Regions from separate parts of the Mus musculus genome. Here region 2 is linked to region 1. The links are chromatin contacts, called in public Hi-C maps. All regions are on one chromosome and are shown on one strand. Each heading gives the region's core, a stretch centred on a gene start, on an enhancer-like site or on the middle of the called end of the contact. The rest is flanking DNA. Distances are from core to core; before and after follow the strand shown. Region 1 overlaps Ebf1 (early B cell factor 1). Region 2 overlaps Ebf1 (early B cell factor 1).

The links. Hi-C and Micro-C count contacts between places; a contact is called where the count stands out from the background.
Region 2: a contact with region 1 is called in a Hi-C map of B cells, with 1.5 times the contacts expected there. The contact joins two enhancer-like sites. A contact is called at or near these places in 1 of 15 datasets of contacts at CTCF or cohesin (the NIH/3T3 cell line), 12 of 484 Hi-C or Micro-C datasets (the 3T3-L1 cell line, B cells, the C2C12 cell line and 5 more), 3 of 115 datasets of contacts at active chromatin or transcription factors (embryonic hindbrain, embryonic stem cells and heart atrium) and 2 of 9 other capture datasets (adipose tissue and liver).

The regions. Positions count from the first base shown.
Region 1 is chr11:44,629,500-44,637,117 of GRCm38.p6, forward strand. Ebf1 (early B cell factor 1) reads left to right here. Exons shown (of 16, transcript NM_007897.3): 5 at 3,252-3,325. Among named protein-coding and RNA genes, the nearest start is that of Ebf1, 15 kb to the left of the region's middle. Within about 2 kb of position 3,627, at least 11 of the 459 cell types and tissues checked have an H3K27ac peak or open chromatin away from gene starts, as enhancers often do. A contact at or near this core is called in B cells, where this site is marked.
Region 2 is chr11:44,704,771-44,712,388 of GRCm38.p6, forward strand. All of the region lies in intron 6 of Ebf1 (early B cell factor 1), which reads left to right. Among named protein-coding and RNA genes, the nearest start is that of Ebf1, 90 kb to the left of the region's middle. Within about 2 kb of position 2,716, at least 54 of the 459 cell types and tissues checked have an H3K27ac peak or open chromatin away from gene starts, as enhancers often do. A contact at or near this core is called in B cells, where this site is marked.

The DNA of each region.
Region 1 (7,618 bases), core at 2,377-4,876:
ATTTGGTAAAGAGATGCATTATGGAGGGACTGGGCCTTTAACAAGTGATGTTCAGTTACCAAGGAGAAAACACAGGACTTCTGGGAGTCCCTGTCATCCATTGCCTGGGGGAGTCCTCAGTGGATTTGCCTTGAAGCTTATTATTAACTGGATATTATCATGGCCTCATTCATTTCAACTAGCAGCCTTGGTAATAATGATGTTTATCCCATCTAGAAAGTTCCAAACGGAGATCTTATGTAATTGATATGCCTGCCACGCCCTCCCCATAACATTGTTTCTTCTCTCCTGCCACCTCCCTGTACCAGCATAGAAGATTTTTTAGACCTGGAAACTGACTAATCGATTATTATTATTACTATTACTATTATTATTATTATTATTTTAGTTTAGCAAGGCAAACACTGAAGCTGACACAGAGGTTATGTAGAGTTTTAGGAGAACATAGAGCTGATTTAGTGATAATAGGAGTTAGCAGAAATGCGTCATTTGAATTTTTTAGCACTAGACTTGAGATCCAATCAGTAATTTACTGTGTTTTCTTTCTTCCTTTCTTGAATTTTTTTAAAAAAAAACAGTGATGGCAGAAAATAGAAGAGACACATACATGTTTTTAAAAAGTATTAAAATTATTTATTATTTAGATTGTGTGCTCGAGTGCACACGCATGCTCATATATGTGTGAGGGCTCCTGAATGCTGCAGTGTATGTGTGGAGGTCAAAGGACAATTGTTGGTTCTTTCCTTTCACAGTGTTAATTGATCTCAAGGCTTTTTGGCAGACATCTTTACCTTCTGAGCCATTCCACTTGCATCAATTTTTGGTTTTCAGAATATTTTTAATTAATGCATTTTCTTGAATAAAGCAACTTTTAGGGCATTTGAAGAAGCCTTTTAAGAATATTGGCAAAAGGGCCAGTGAGAAGGTTTAGACGGTAAAGGGGCTTGCTGAGCAAGCCTGGAGACCTGAGTTCAGTTCTCATCTCCACATGATGGAAAGAGAGAGAACCAACTCCTGAAATTTGTTCTTTGATCTTATACACACCACACACCACACACACACACACACACACACACACACACACACACACACAAACACTCACAACACACAAACACTCACAACACACACACACTCACAACACACAATGGCATTAGCCCTCCCAATTTGATAAACAAATATAATAAGAATAAAGGAAGAGTTATGTGTTCACACTAAGACTAGTGACGAAAGATTTGACACATCAAAGGACTTTAACACGGTGCAAGTTATTGCCCCAGAGCACAGTGATAAGATGTAACCTTATATTGTGAGAAGCTAGCCTGTGGTCACTGGTAGATGGTGAGCATCACTCTAACAGAATGAGTCAGAGTATATGCTGTTCCTAAACCTGTGGATAAGGAGAACCTGGTTCGGAGGGAATTCAGCATCGCTCTGTGCTGTTGTCCCACCTTGAAGTCTAAGACTTTCATATGAGCTGGAGAACCAGAATAGAACCCAAACGGAAGGATATTCTACAAAGTAACTGTCCTGTATTTGCAACAATGTCAATGCCATGAACCACAACGACTGGAGGATATTCGGAATGAAAGGAGACATGACAGCTGAGCGCGGTGATTAGCACAGGATTTTCTTTCGCTGTAAAGGACATTATTAGGTAATTGGTAAATCTCAATAAGGTCTGGAGATTAGATTATTCTATTGTATCAATGCTAATTTTCTGATTTAGATAATTGTGCTGCGATTATGCATGAAAAAGCCTTGTTTTCAGGAAATGCATGCAGAGATATTGAGGATAAATCTGCAATTTGCTAAAAAGTGATTTAGGGGGAAAAAGAAAAATAGGAAGCAAATTTAGTAAAATGCAGGCGTTTGAGGAATCTGGGCAATGAATATCCATCCTGGGCCTCTAAGCATGTTCTTTCAACCGTTTTAGAAGTCTACAGTTGAAGTAAAAACAATTTATTTATTTTTAAAATACAAGGTTATGATGAGCTAGCCATAAAAGGTAGGTAGTTTTGATAGACCAATGTTAGGGATGTGTGCTTTTCTTTTTTTCCTTCATTTTAATTTGTTGTAAAGTTAGCTTTGCTCTGTGTCTAGATACTGTAAACTGTAATCAGGTCATGACCCAGGGATCTGTCTACACTGGGTCTTAAGTCACGGTGGTTCTGTCTCCAAGTTCAAAACCATGGTGCATGAGAATGACCAGTTAGGCACAGAAGTCCTTTTATGAACCACATAATAATAAGAATAACCTCTGGTTAATTTAAATAGTTTTTGTCACTAAGAAACTGAGGGTTCTGTGAATGTGTGAAAGTAATTTTATTAACAATTTGAAGCTGTGTTATATTAGTATTATGCAGTGATACAGTGTTAAGTGAGTTAAATGTATGCTGATGCAGAAGCCCAGTCTACCAATAGCGTTGTGTGTCTCTTTGGCTGGGACAGTGACCTGTAGGTCCATGAGCAAGCTTGAGGTTTTGGGGAACTTGGTGGGTGTCCCAAAGCAAAATGTGATTGTGTTGCAAAAAGGAAAAGAGAGCAAAGCGCCCGTGGCTGGCGGTTGAGGGAATCCAGATTTTGAGAGTGAGATGTAATTCTCTGCTTAAGGAGCTGACTCTGTGATTTCACCCCCCCACACAGCATATGCTGGCAAGGGTTCCCTTCTGGGCGGGTGTACACCCTGCAAAAGCGCTTGCTCTCAGCCTCTCGGTAGGAAGAGGGGGTTTCCCCTGATGGAATCGCTTCAGAAATGACTTTGACGATGCATAGACATCCAGCTTTCCCCATACCCATTTCCTGCTACTTTCCAGTAGAACACGCTGGGAGCAGTGCGGAAGCAAATGTACGTGGCTGGCCGATCAAACGCACATGGCCTCTCTCCATTTGAAATACAAAATATTGCAACCTCTTCAGCCTTCTGGATCTCCCCTCTTTATTGATTAGACTTATTTTTATTCTGTATTGAAAAGAGAATTATGGTTGTCTTGACAACAGATGCCTATCACATGCTTTGGTCCAAAGATGTGCATAATGAGGTGGCTGATAGGGCAGAGAGGATCAGATCCCATTCCACTCAATTTGGGCTGATCCTGACCAATGTGTCCTGAAATAATCAGCCCAGTGAGGCTTTTTGCTCCTAAAAGTTAATTGGCCCCCAGCAGGGGCGAGGCAGTGAAGAACGGGATTGTTATACATAACCCTCTGCTACTTGTTTCTATTTTTAGCTAAAAACATGCCTTTACTTTCAGGCCATAGTGTATGAAGGCCAAGACAAGAACCCTGAAATGTGCCGAGTATTGCTCACACACGAGATCATGTGCAGGTAAGAAATTTCCTCTCTCTTTCTCTCTCTGAAGTAAAGATGAATTTGGATCTCAAGTCTAGGTGAAATCAGTTCCATTGGGGGGTGGGGAATATGTTTATTTTGCGTTTGGTAAATGGTCTGGAAGAATTATCAGACACATTTGGTAATTTGGTCAAGGATCATGTCGGTTCTCAGTTGTTTATTACATTTCATCTTGGGAGACATTAGTTTGCGTTTTTTGGTACCTCACTGTTCATGGCCACAGAGCAGCAACCTCCCTCTTCCTTCGCAGTGGAGTGACATAGAGTATAATTTCCTTTTTGGTGACATTTGCACTCATCTGCATGCTTAGTAAAATATGAGTTCTCTTGAAGTCAGCAGAGGCTTCTGTTGGGGGCAACTTGAAAGTCATACTTCCTCCTTTGAGTTCTGCTTACTATAACACCCCATACCTGAGCCTAAACTCATCTCTGTCTCTTTCTGTCTCTGTCTCTCTCTGTCTCTTCTTTTCTCCTGTAGATGGTCTTTTAGTAATCCTGTTCATATCTGAGCATGAAGCTAATATTTCTTGGGGGTGGTTTGCTTTGGGGTTTTGGGGGAAGGAAAATGAAAAGGAGACCACAAAAGGTCTAATAATTCATGTTCCTCACAGATGAATCTCTTTCTGCTGTGATCATGCTGAAGTGTCATCTGAGACCACAGTGCCCCTTGGTGGCCTCAGCCAGGCCTATGCAGCAGAGGGATAAGGGCAGCCTTTTAACTTACACTCTTATTCCTTGTAAAATAACCCAGCATTTTGCTCTCAACATCTCCCAAGTAATTAGATAAAGCAGGGAGATGCCACACTTGACATCAGAGGAGAGTTCCTAATTGCTTTGTTAGCTGAGCAGCCTCTCTCTGGCACAATGTGTGTTTGGCTGGTGAATGTCACTGACCAGTCTACATGGGTCTTCAGCTGCCTTCTCAGCATGGGAAGCCCTTACCGGCCACTCATGGACTCTTGGGGCAAACAATCTTACAACTCTACAGGTGGAAAAAGACTCAAAAGTGTGTTGTGTTTTCCGAGTGACATCCCAAACATTAACATTTGTATCTATAAAAATTCTGCTTTTTTTCTTTTTAGAAATACTTCTGATTTATAGTTCTAAGATATATAAGCGCTTCACACATTTTCACTTCAGTGATTTATAAAACCTGTTAATTATTCTAAAAACCAGGTTGTTTTTTTTTTTCCTCCAGACTTAAGACAGTAGTGGAACACTCCTAAACAGGGTGGAATTTCTTCATCAGTAGAACGAGTTAGTTTTACCCTGTGTGTATGACCTGGATATAATCTGGCTGAGTGGCACCTTTTTAGAAGGAAAGGAGCAAGCCCCGGTTTAAAAAATGTAACCTAAGTAAATCGTAACCTCGTCTGTGTTACTGTTCCCCCAACCACAGCTCTATCATTTTAGCCTTCTACAATTAACACGCCATTAGACTGCCCTCTCCATGTAGAGCTGCGTGTGGCTGTAGCAGAACAGGAAACAGGAAGATGGATTTCAGGAACAGGCCAAGCACTAGCTATACATCATCGATTTGCATTTCGTATCTGCATATGTTTGGATTATGCTGGAGAGAATTCTATTCCTGAACTACTTAGAGATATATTATGCCTCTCATGCGCAGGGCCCCCCTCTATTAATGCAGTTTATATTTTCCTTGTTTTTAAAATTCATTGGTCCAAAGTGCTTTATTATGCTGGTTGGTGTGCTTTACTGCTCGCGTTCTCTCTATTTTTCAGAAACATAAAAATAGCAAAAAATAAAATTCTCAAGCCATGGAAGGCAAATGACGCTGTTTGTACCGAGTGGCTAAGAGGGAAAGCCATATTCCAAATGTCATCTTGCTAATGTTACAGATTACTGCTCTCTCCGGCTGCCTATAGATGTGGAAGGGGTACTGTTTGTTTACAGGCTACCATGACCCCATTACACAAACCTGTCATCTATTGTGTGGCTAACAGTCTTTTAAATTGCAAATCTGATGCTCTTTAGGGGGCTTTAGGAAAAAAAAATTCTCACTTTCCATACCATCCTATTTCTCTTGATTTCTTGCCTGTTGTAAGTGGAAGTTGGGATGTGCTGAATTTGCACCAGGGGTGCAAATGCAGCCTCAATTATAAGCATAAAATTAGAATCTGTTCACCATTAATCAGCCTGGCTAATTGCTATGCACCACCATTAGCCATATGGTGTGAAAGACAGCTTGCTCTCCCCAAGATAAAATTTCTTCATTGCAGACATGAAATAGTGAAGGCCCTGGATTTTAAAATAGCTTGTTTTAGATATTTAATTTCTAAACAACTTTCTGCAGTGCTTTCTGTCAAAGCTAACGGCACAATAAAACTTTGCGTTGATGTCACAAAAGCTGTATGTTTATAGTACACTGGCTATGATGAAGGAGACAGAATTTCGATCCACAAGAAAGGGCTTGGTGCGTTCTGTTCATTACAGGCAAATGGAAGGGAAAAGGAAACGATAAGCAAGGGACAGTCCTGTCTCAGGTGCTGTAAATTAAGAAGAAGGGGGAGGAGAAGGAGAGAGAGAGAAAAAAAACATTGTGTTTTGTGGAGAAGGTGACCCCATTGTGTGACATGGCTAAAGAAATTACCATCATTAGTTTATAATTGTTGACACTGAGAGAAAAACTCTCTTTGATTTGAAGATGCAGAGCACTTCTGCCTTTGGTGACTTAGAATATCACACCAGTCATTTATGGTTGTGAAGTTCTACAGATAATATGGCTCTATGAATCCTTTCATTTATTTTTTTAAGAGTGGGATTCTATAAGGGGTTTGCTTATATGAGTACCCTAACTTCTGTGTTTCAATGCAAATGAAAACTGGGGACTCAGCTTAGTAGGGGGACTTGATACCCAGCTCTCCAGCAGACTTCAGGCGGCAGGAGTTCTTCATTTCCAGTACCCAGGGAGATGGCAGGCCAGAGGCACCTATCTAAGGAAGGTGCTTGCTTGCTTGCTTGCTTGCTTGCTTGCTTGCTTTATTTATTTATTTAACATAAGTACACTGTAGCTGACTTCAGACGCACCAGAAGAGAGAGTCAGATCTCATTATGGATGGTTGTGAACCACCATGTGGTTGCTGGGATTTGAACTCATGACCTTTGGAAGAGCAGTTGTTGCTCTTAACCATTGAGCCATCTCTCTAACCCCCAGGTTCTTGCTTATTTTATTTTGCAAAAGAACCTTGAAACTCTCAAGGCTAGCCTGCTTATGTGATAGGGTGGGTTTTTGTGTTTTTTCCTTACTTGTTTGCAGGTTTAGTCTGATTGCCTCCACTCAGTTATGTGTGGCTTTCCCAGGGAAGCACCTCTGGCCATTGGCCCAAGTCATAACCCCTTATAAGTTGTCCAGGGTACCGGGTGCTTTTAACTCCATAGGACACCCTGCCTTTGCAATGACACCTACTCTCTGTTTTTATTCAGCCAAGCCCTTTAAAAGGCAGGAAGTGACTCAGTGGACTCCAGGCTTCAGCTGTCCCATTTGTGAAATGGGGTTTTAAATGTTATCTCCTAGGGTGGTAGTGAAGGTTAAACGCTATAGTCCCTATAAATTCTTACCTTGATGCTTGGCAGAGTCAGAATGGAAATACTGTTATGACTTGAAGCAGTATTAATAGAAGCAGTAGTAGAGAACTCATCTGTGCCTGGCCAAGTTTGGTACTTTTTGGCTCTAAGTAGCTGATGGTAAGAAAGCATTGAAGGGAGGTTTGGTGTCTATCAAACCTGGATGTACCTGGTTCCCTACAGTTGTGGTGATGATGTATCTTTATTGTTAGTACCTTCTATGTGCAAAGCCTTGTGGAATTTAGAGTAAGGAAATTTCATGCCATAGTGGGAAAGCTTGAAGATGGAAGCTTTGAGCAGCTAATGAGACGTCACTGGGCAAAGGGTTTGATGTGATGGTGGGTAAAGGACTCTGAGGATGGAGAGGAGGGAGGAAATATTTGTAGGTGAGTCATATCAGTGTGTGTGTGTGTGTGTGTGTGTGTGTGTGTGTGTGAGAGAGAGAGAGAGAGAGAGAGAGAGAGAGAGAGAGAGAGAGAGAGAGAGAGAGAGAAGATGGGAGAGGGATTTTAGAGGCCACCTAAAGAAGTGTTTGTGGTCTAAGCAGGGTTGCTCTGTGAAGGTTTACAGCAGAGCAGTCTTGTGGCCTGGAGCTGGCGAGAGGGACTTGGTGAAAGATAACCAGCTTCAAACTCTGCTTCTCAAAGGCAAGAACTGAGGCTCTGTGGAAGATGAGGTTGAGAAT
Region 2 (7,618 bases), core at 1,466-3,965, 74 kb after region 1:
AGCTGTACCAGGCTCCCTGTACCACAGTCTTCTGACATCGCTGTAAGGTAGCCTGTTCCTGCCACCAAGGATAGAACCATGGCCATCACTGCAGTATCCCTAGTGGCAGAATGGAGGAAGAAAGGCACAGGGGGGACCCCTTCCTTCCAATGACATTGGATACTGCAGACATCCACTATCCTCTTGTGTCTTTGGCTACCGTTTGATCATATGGTGACATTGTTTTAAGGGGGTCTGGAATATGCAGTTTTTATTTTGGGTGTCCAGATCAATATTGGCAATGTTATCACGTCAGGATAAAGAAGGAAACAGGCATCCGTGGTCAACAACAGACTTTGGTCACTGAGGTTGTCTTGGGAAGCCAGTTGGATCTTTCTATTTGTCCCAAACTACAAGAATTAAGTGAGAAGTAGTGTGGCTCTTTGGAAAGCATTTGGCATCATTCAAAGCACAGTAGCTATTTTAAATTGTAACATGACTAAGCCTTCCTTCTGTCTGTTAACTTTGTATACATGGTGACAGTCACTAGAGAAAACACCCCTTTGCTGCATCTTCTCATACATGTACCATTCCTGTTAAGCAATTCTCACGAATCCTGAGGCTTCTGCAGAACTCAAGTTTTCAGTCTGTTTCTGTGAGACTGAAGTGCTGAGATTCACTAACCATGAATCCCCAAAGACTGGGAGAAGAAATCATAAAAGATAATGTTTTACACTATGTGTTCAGAAAGCTGAGTGTTGATGCTATCACAGCTGAAGAGAATTTTAGAAGTCACTCTTTAAAAGGAGTGGGGATAAATGTGAATCTACCCACTCTGGGTCTAGCTATACATCCATCCAGATTGCCAATGGCCTGGGAGGCCCCCTTTCTTTTAACACGGAATGTTTTCATTCAGAGTCAATGCCTTTGATCACAAGGTGTGTGAACAACATACATAGGATAGAAAATGTTTCCTGCCTTTAGTGTAGGCTGGGTCTTGTAGTTACTGTAGGAGATGGGGCAGTAAGCTGAAATCCTTCATTGTCTTTTCAATGGTTACATCAATCTGGATTCAGCTTCATGTGCACATGGGACGCTGGCTCTGTCCCTCTGCTGCACCTCAGACATGACATTCAGGCCTTCCAATCTCACTCATGCCCTGGGCTCTTCTGGAGCTAGAGCTGTGTCTGGAGGGCCTTCCTTACCCATTACCTAGACCTCATGGTTCAAACCCACCCTACAGGAGGCCCTGTGAGTCCCTCTCTCCCTATAGTCACTCTCTGATGCTGGGCTGGGCTCCATCAGGGAGTGTTAATTAATAGAGTATTCATGTTGTGCTCCTTACATGTCTATCTAGTGTCTGTCTTCTTCCTTCAGCCTGGAAGCTTAGTGAGGACAGAAGTTATGCCCAGTTTGGTTCACATCCCTGCTCTCTAGATTTGCCTCAGTGTTTAATGAATATTTATAGGGTAAAATCTCTTTGAAAATTGATTTATTATCTATGTATTATTCTCTGGTAGCGTAGAGGTCTGTTTTAAAGTAAAAAAAAAGATTTATTTTTTATTATTTTGAATTACGTGTATGTATGACTATACGTGGGCACCTTTGGCAGCCAGCGGCATCAGGTCCCTCTGGATCTAGACTTCCAGAGGATTGAAGGGAACTCAGGTCTTCTGCAAGAACACTATCCACTCTCTGCTGAGCCATCTTTCCAGCCCTGACTTATTTTTAAGCTTATCAGTTGTTGAGGGTACCCAAGTGCTAGCTGGCTCTGTCACAAGGAAGTGCCACAGGGTGGACTACCTAAACCCCAGAAGTGTACTTCCTCACAGATCTGGGAGGCCAGAGTCAAGGTGTCAGCATGGCTGCCTTCCTCGGAGGACCTCCTTCTTGGTTAACTGACACCATCTTCTTCTTGTGTCTTTGCATTGTCTCTTTCTGCCGTGCTGGTATCTGCTGACCTATTCATATATTATGGACAACAGCCATTCTAGATAAGGGCTCTTCTAATGACCTTGGTTTATTTTAATTACTTCTTTAAACACACTATTGTAAATACATTCACACTTAGGGCTCTAGCAGTTAGAACTTCTATATATGAACTGAAGGGGCACAGGTCATAATTTAGCCTCTGAGTACAGAGAGCTGGAGTTCCTCAGATTGTAGGCCAGGCTGGCCTTGAACTCACAGAGCTCCATATGTTTCTGCCTCCTGAGTGCTGGGATTAAAGGCTTGTGTTACCATATCTGGCTCATTGTAAGCATTTTAAAAGCAGCAGCTAAAAGTGGCCCATCCTCTTCTGGACCAAGCAATGAAGTGCCAGTGGCTTTGAAATGACATAGCAAAAAAGGTGAAACATAGGTTCTGGTAGACCCATGAAGTCCAAATCAAAGAGCAAGATTTTGTGTGTGTGTGTGTGTGTGTGTGTGTGTGTGTGTGTGTGTGTGTGTGTGTGTGTGTGTATTCTGAACTACTGGTATCTTATCTGGTGAGACAGGCTTCTTTACAGGCAAATTTTTTCTTTTTCTTTTCTTTCCCTTTCTTTTCTTTCCTCTTCCTTTCTTTCTTTTTTCTTTTTCTTTTTTTTTTTTTGGGGGGGGGGTGACATTTGGAGTTAATATAAGGAAATACCCTTTGTATTGCTTGGTATTGAAAATGTCAGTAAACAAACCCAGCCTTCCAGAAGGGAGGTGGTGGTGGGGAGTTGGTAACAAAAGACATTGTTTCTGGATGCAGGAGGTAACAGGAGTGTACAGAACAAAGGTTGACTCAAAATAGGCTTTGTAGCAAACTCTTGGGTAACCTCCTTTCCCGTTATGTTCAAGTGGCCCTGCTCAAGATAACTCTCGTTATTTTAATTAGTCCACCACACTTACCAACACAAACACACTCTCAATTTCAGGGCTGACAGAGGGCTAGGAGTGTCCTTAAAGGATCAGAAAACAAGTTGGGCTGTTGAGGACTTCCGGCAGCGAGCTAACAAAAACACAGCAGCAGAGGATGTAACTCCAGGAGGCGTGGGACCCTCACAGCAGTGGGGACCCGCACAGCAGTGGGCATGAAAGCCTGCCTTTCCGTTTTTTTTTTTTTTTCAGAGGTTTAGCCCTCACATCTGGCAGACCTGTGACAATCAGCGTTAGACCATTTTAGAAATCAGATACCCTGGTTACCAGGAAGTTGATTTGCCTTCCACTTCCTTAAGAAAACACACATTAATATTTAAGCTGGGTTTTCATAAAAGAAGCGTTGTGTGCCTGAGATGTGAAATAAAGCCAGGGGGCTGGGAAAGCCCCTCCTCCCGAAGATAAAGCGACCCCCTCCCCATGTAATTCAAATCACCCTTCAGATGGGAAAAGGAGAGGAGTGGGCTCCCCCTCCCCCAAGGGCCTTGTGGAATTTCCTATCTACTGTTGTGTGGCATGTGCTATAATGTGTTAAGAGCTGGATTTTAAGTTAGGAATTCCTTCTTTGGGGAAAGAAGCTGGAGAGTCACAAAGGTTACCTTCGTAAAAGATTCCCTGAAACGGTGTCTTTCACCATTCTGGTTTTTTTGTTTGTTTGTTTGTTTTTGTTTTTGTGGGGTTTTTTGTTTTGTTTTGTTTGTTTTTTTGTTTGTTTGTTTACTTTTTTTCCAGGTAGAGCCATGTGGCGTCTATCCTTTGAGGACCAGGCTCAAGGTGCATCTGGCTAGCAAGGTCTGGTCTTTTGCATTTTCCTGCCCAGCCTTATTTCCACTTCCTATGGAGATGACATGGAGATAGCGCCGGATCAAACAGGTCCCACCATCCTGATAAGGCCACCTTAGATACTCCAGGTGATTTCGGTCTGCCTGTAAAGATTTAACGAAGACGAATACAAGTCTTAAAGAAAAAAAATTTTTTTCCCATAGATTGGTGTAAATGGTTTACTTTAAAAATAAACATTTTAAATCACTTTGATCTCAGCTGCTCGAAAGATACAAACTGGTCATTGCTCTGGGGGGAGTGTTTTCCAGGGTTTTAAACCAAGCATAAGCCATTTCCTCTTTGTACACAAGAAGATGAATAATGTCCCAGAACAGTAGGCACATGAAGAAGAAGCAACTGTGTCACTGAAAGCGAGTGGGATACTGCATTGGAGGGCATGGGAAGACCTGAAGTTGGGTTTGAGTTTGTGACTGAGATTTTATAATGGTTCAGGCCACTTTGTGTATTCAGATTTGAATCCTACCTACAACATTATTCTGTTCCTGTCTCTCTTCCTCTCTTCCATCTCTATATTATCTTCAAGACTATCACAAGGTTTCCTCACTTGAGTCCTTAAAGACTTGTCTTTGCAGAGCTTCAATCTTGCTTTCTGCTTGCTTGCTTGTTTGCTTGCTTGCTTGCTTCCTCCCTTCCTCCCTCCCTCCCTCCCTCCCTCCCTCCCTCCCTCCCTCCCTCCCTCCCTCCCTTTCTTCCTTTCTCTCTCCCCTCCCCCCCTCTTTTTTTTTTTTTTAAGATGAAGCTTTAAACTGGGCATGGTGGTAGACACATTTGATTCTCTCACTTAGGAGGCAGAGACAGGCAGATCTCTGTGAGTTCAAGGTGAAGGACAACATGGTCTACACAGCAATTTCTTTGCCAGCCAGGGGTACACAGTGAGATCTTGTTGCAGTAGAAGGAAACACTTTGTTCTGTTAGACAATTGTTGCCTGCTGTGCAGGCATTGTCATTTAAATACAATCCCAGGACATTTGGATTCCTTGGTGCTCAGAGTTGCCCTAGTTAAAGTAACATAAATTCAAGGGGAATAATTTTCAATATTGTTATAAAATAGCACCAGAAATTATTCAAAGGCAACATGATCTTGAAGGTTTTCTGCATGTTTTCTTTACATATGTGCCAGCTAAGTTAAAAACACGTATCCTCAAACTGTTCCTTTACATTTTCCCCCCTGGTTTTGTATGTGATGCTTGAATAGTAATCTAACACAGGGCAGGCAGGAAGCTGTCCTTAGGAAGTTCGTCATCTGTACATAGTCACAGTTTGAAGTCTTATGTGGAAGACTGAGGAGGCAGACCAATGATATTTTAAAGACGGAGTGGCATAGTGAAAGAAGTTTCATACTTCATTTCTAACTGGCTTTCGGGCTGCTACCAAAACAGGGCTCCTTTGTCCAGTTCTGCAGTCACTGAATCGGAGAGATTTTAAGGGAGAAAGTGCTTTGCAAGAGAAGGACTGGTCCCATGTGAGCCTCTTAGCCACTATAAGATGAGTGACTGAGAACATTACAATTTTCAGTGCACAGAGAGAACCACAGAGTGGATGAAAGGTAATTTGCATGCATAAGCCTGAGTTCTGACCCATGAGATCTTCCACCAACAAGCTGTGTGAACTTAGGCAGGACCTTTCACTTTTAAAGGAAATCCCCTTATCTGTACATTAAAAAGAGTTTGGCTTGACATCGAGTTATAAATATATGCAGAATAAAAGCAAAACGGAGATGGTTGAGCGTAAGGCTGGGGTGGCCCTCCCTAAGCTTGGGTCCCTGTTAGCCCTGAAATGCCTGAGATCCTCTGAGCAGCCAATGGACATGCATATGACTAGTCTGAAAGTCATATACCCTACAGCAGCATCTTATATTCTTGATGGCTCAGCGGGTTAGGGCACTGTCCCTGCAAGCCCTGTTAGTGACCTGAGGTTGACCCATATAAAGGTGGAAGGAGAGAACCGAATCCACAAAGTTGTCTTCTGACCTCTGCATGCCTCTCCCAAGTGAGGAAGAATTTAGAAAAGAATTGAAATTGATGAGGTCTAAAGCCCTTTGGTAACATATTATATGTAGAAACATTGGGTAATATGGTCAAGTTGAAAGAGGAGACTAAAATAACTCTTAAGCATTAAATACCCAGCGATATTAATTTGATATAAAAGAATATATTTCTTTTTTCTTCTTGTGTCTTACTGTCTCTGTTTAAGTATAATATATGTATATACATATGTATAAAGATAAAAGTATAGATACATTTATAAGTATCTACCTATCAATCTATCATCTATCTATCATCTATCAAATGATCTTAGTAATTGAGTGTCATCTGTCTCAAAACTGATTTTAATTTCAAACAAATTTAATCTGGTTATCCATATGCACTGCTTTTCAATTATAACTTCTAGTAGACTTCATGAGATATTCAGATAAAGACTAATGAGATCTCTCCCATCAACACAAATTTATATAAAGTCTTAACAGTTTTGACATATAGTTTGTCTTACATATGCATATGGTAGTGTGTGTGCCACTGTGCTAGTGAAGAGGTCAGAGGGACAACTTGCAGGGATCAAGTTCCCTCCTTCTGCCATGTGGGTCCTGGGCTTTGGACTCAGGTCAGGAGGCTTGGTGATAAGTATGTTTATCTAATGAGCTGTTTTAGCTTTTTTTATGCCCTGTGGAAAATATTTTACTGTTGATTTATTATTCCACTTAGCCATTCCCATTATTGTATATTTAGATTATTTCTAGTTTTTTTTATGACTTAAACATCACTATGATAAACATCTCAGAATATAAATCTTCAGCTGTGGCTCTGATTACAGTGTTAGCATAATTCCTACGTGCAGAATGCTGGAGTCAAAAGCTTGACTTCAGAAGTGTCCAGTGCCGCCATTTTCTTTTTGTGGGGACCACTTGTTTATAAAAATACTCTCCAGAAAATAGAAATCCGATGATTTGCTCAGACCATTAAGTGCAATAGCATGCTTAAGAATAGGGCCGGGAAGATGTTCTTACGGATTAGAGAATAACATATGTCTTCCATGTCGTGATCCCTTTGTTCTGTATTATGTGATGTTTTACGTTTTGGTGACTAGTTAAGTCAGTGCTGATATTTGAGGCATAACTGGGGCCTATCTGATTGCTAAGGTGTTGGTTTGTTCTTTGCTTCTCTGCAATGATACCACCATCTAAACAAACAGGACTTGCACATTTTCAACCCCTCTCGTTTATGGACTTCCAGTATTGTTTTGTTTTGTTTTGTTTTGTTTTGTTTTACTTTTTAATCAAAACCGTGAGTTTGGAGGGTGAGCATAAATGTGTATTTAAGGTGTGGATGCTTCTTTCAGCATCCTACCTGCTTCTCGGCCAGCAGACCCCTCAGCTGAGCAGAGTTGCTCTAGTTGCTTGGTCATTCCTGTAAGGATATATTTGAAACCGGCTTCCTTGACTGTCTTCTAACCTAGAGGCAAGCACATTCCTCACTTTCCCCCAACCAGAGCGAACCAAACTTTCATGTGCAGAGTGTGTTTTCAGTGGATTAGACCCAAAGCTGTGTTGTTCTAGAGTCTTAGAACTGCTGATGTGGTACACAATCAGCTTTGTAGCAAAATTTAAATGTTGATCTTAGCATATAAACACCCATCCAAAACTATCTCAGAGAAGCCATATTTAGGAGTTGGCTTAAAAGTATGTCTGATAATAATTTCTCAAGCATGTTTTTGTTTTTGGTGTTTTTATTTAGCTACATATTTATTTTTCCTTGACTAGAATCCCATAAACAAGTCCTATATACTTCTCTCTCTCTCTCTCTCTTTCTCTCTCTCTCTCTCTCTCTCTCTCTCTCTCTCTCTCTCTCTCTCTCTCTCTCTCTCTCTCCCTCTCCTTTCCTCCCTTTTCCAGCTCT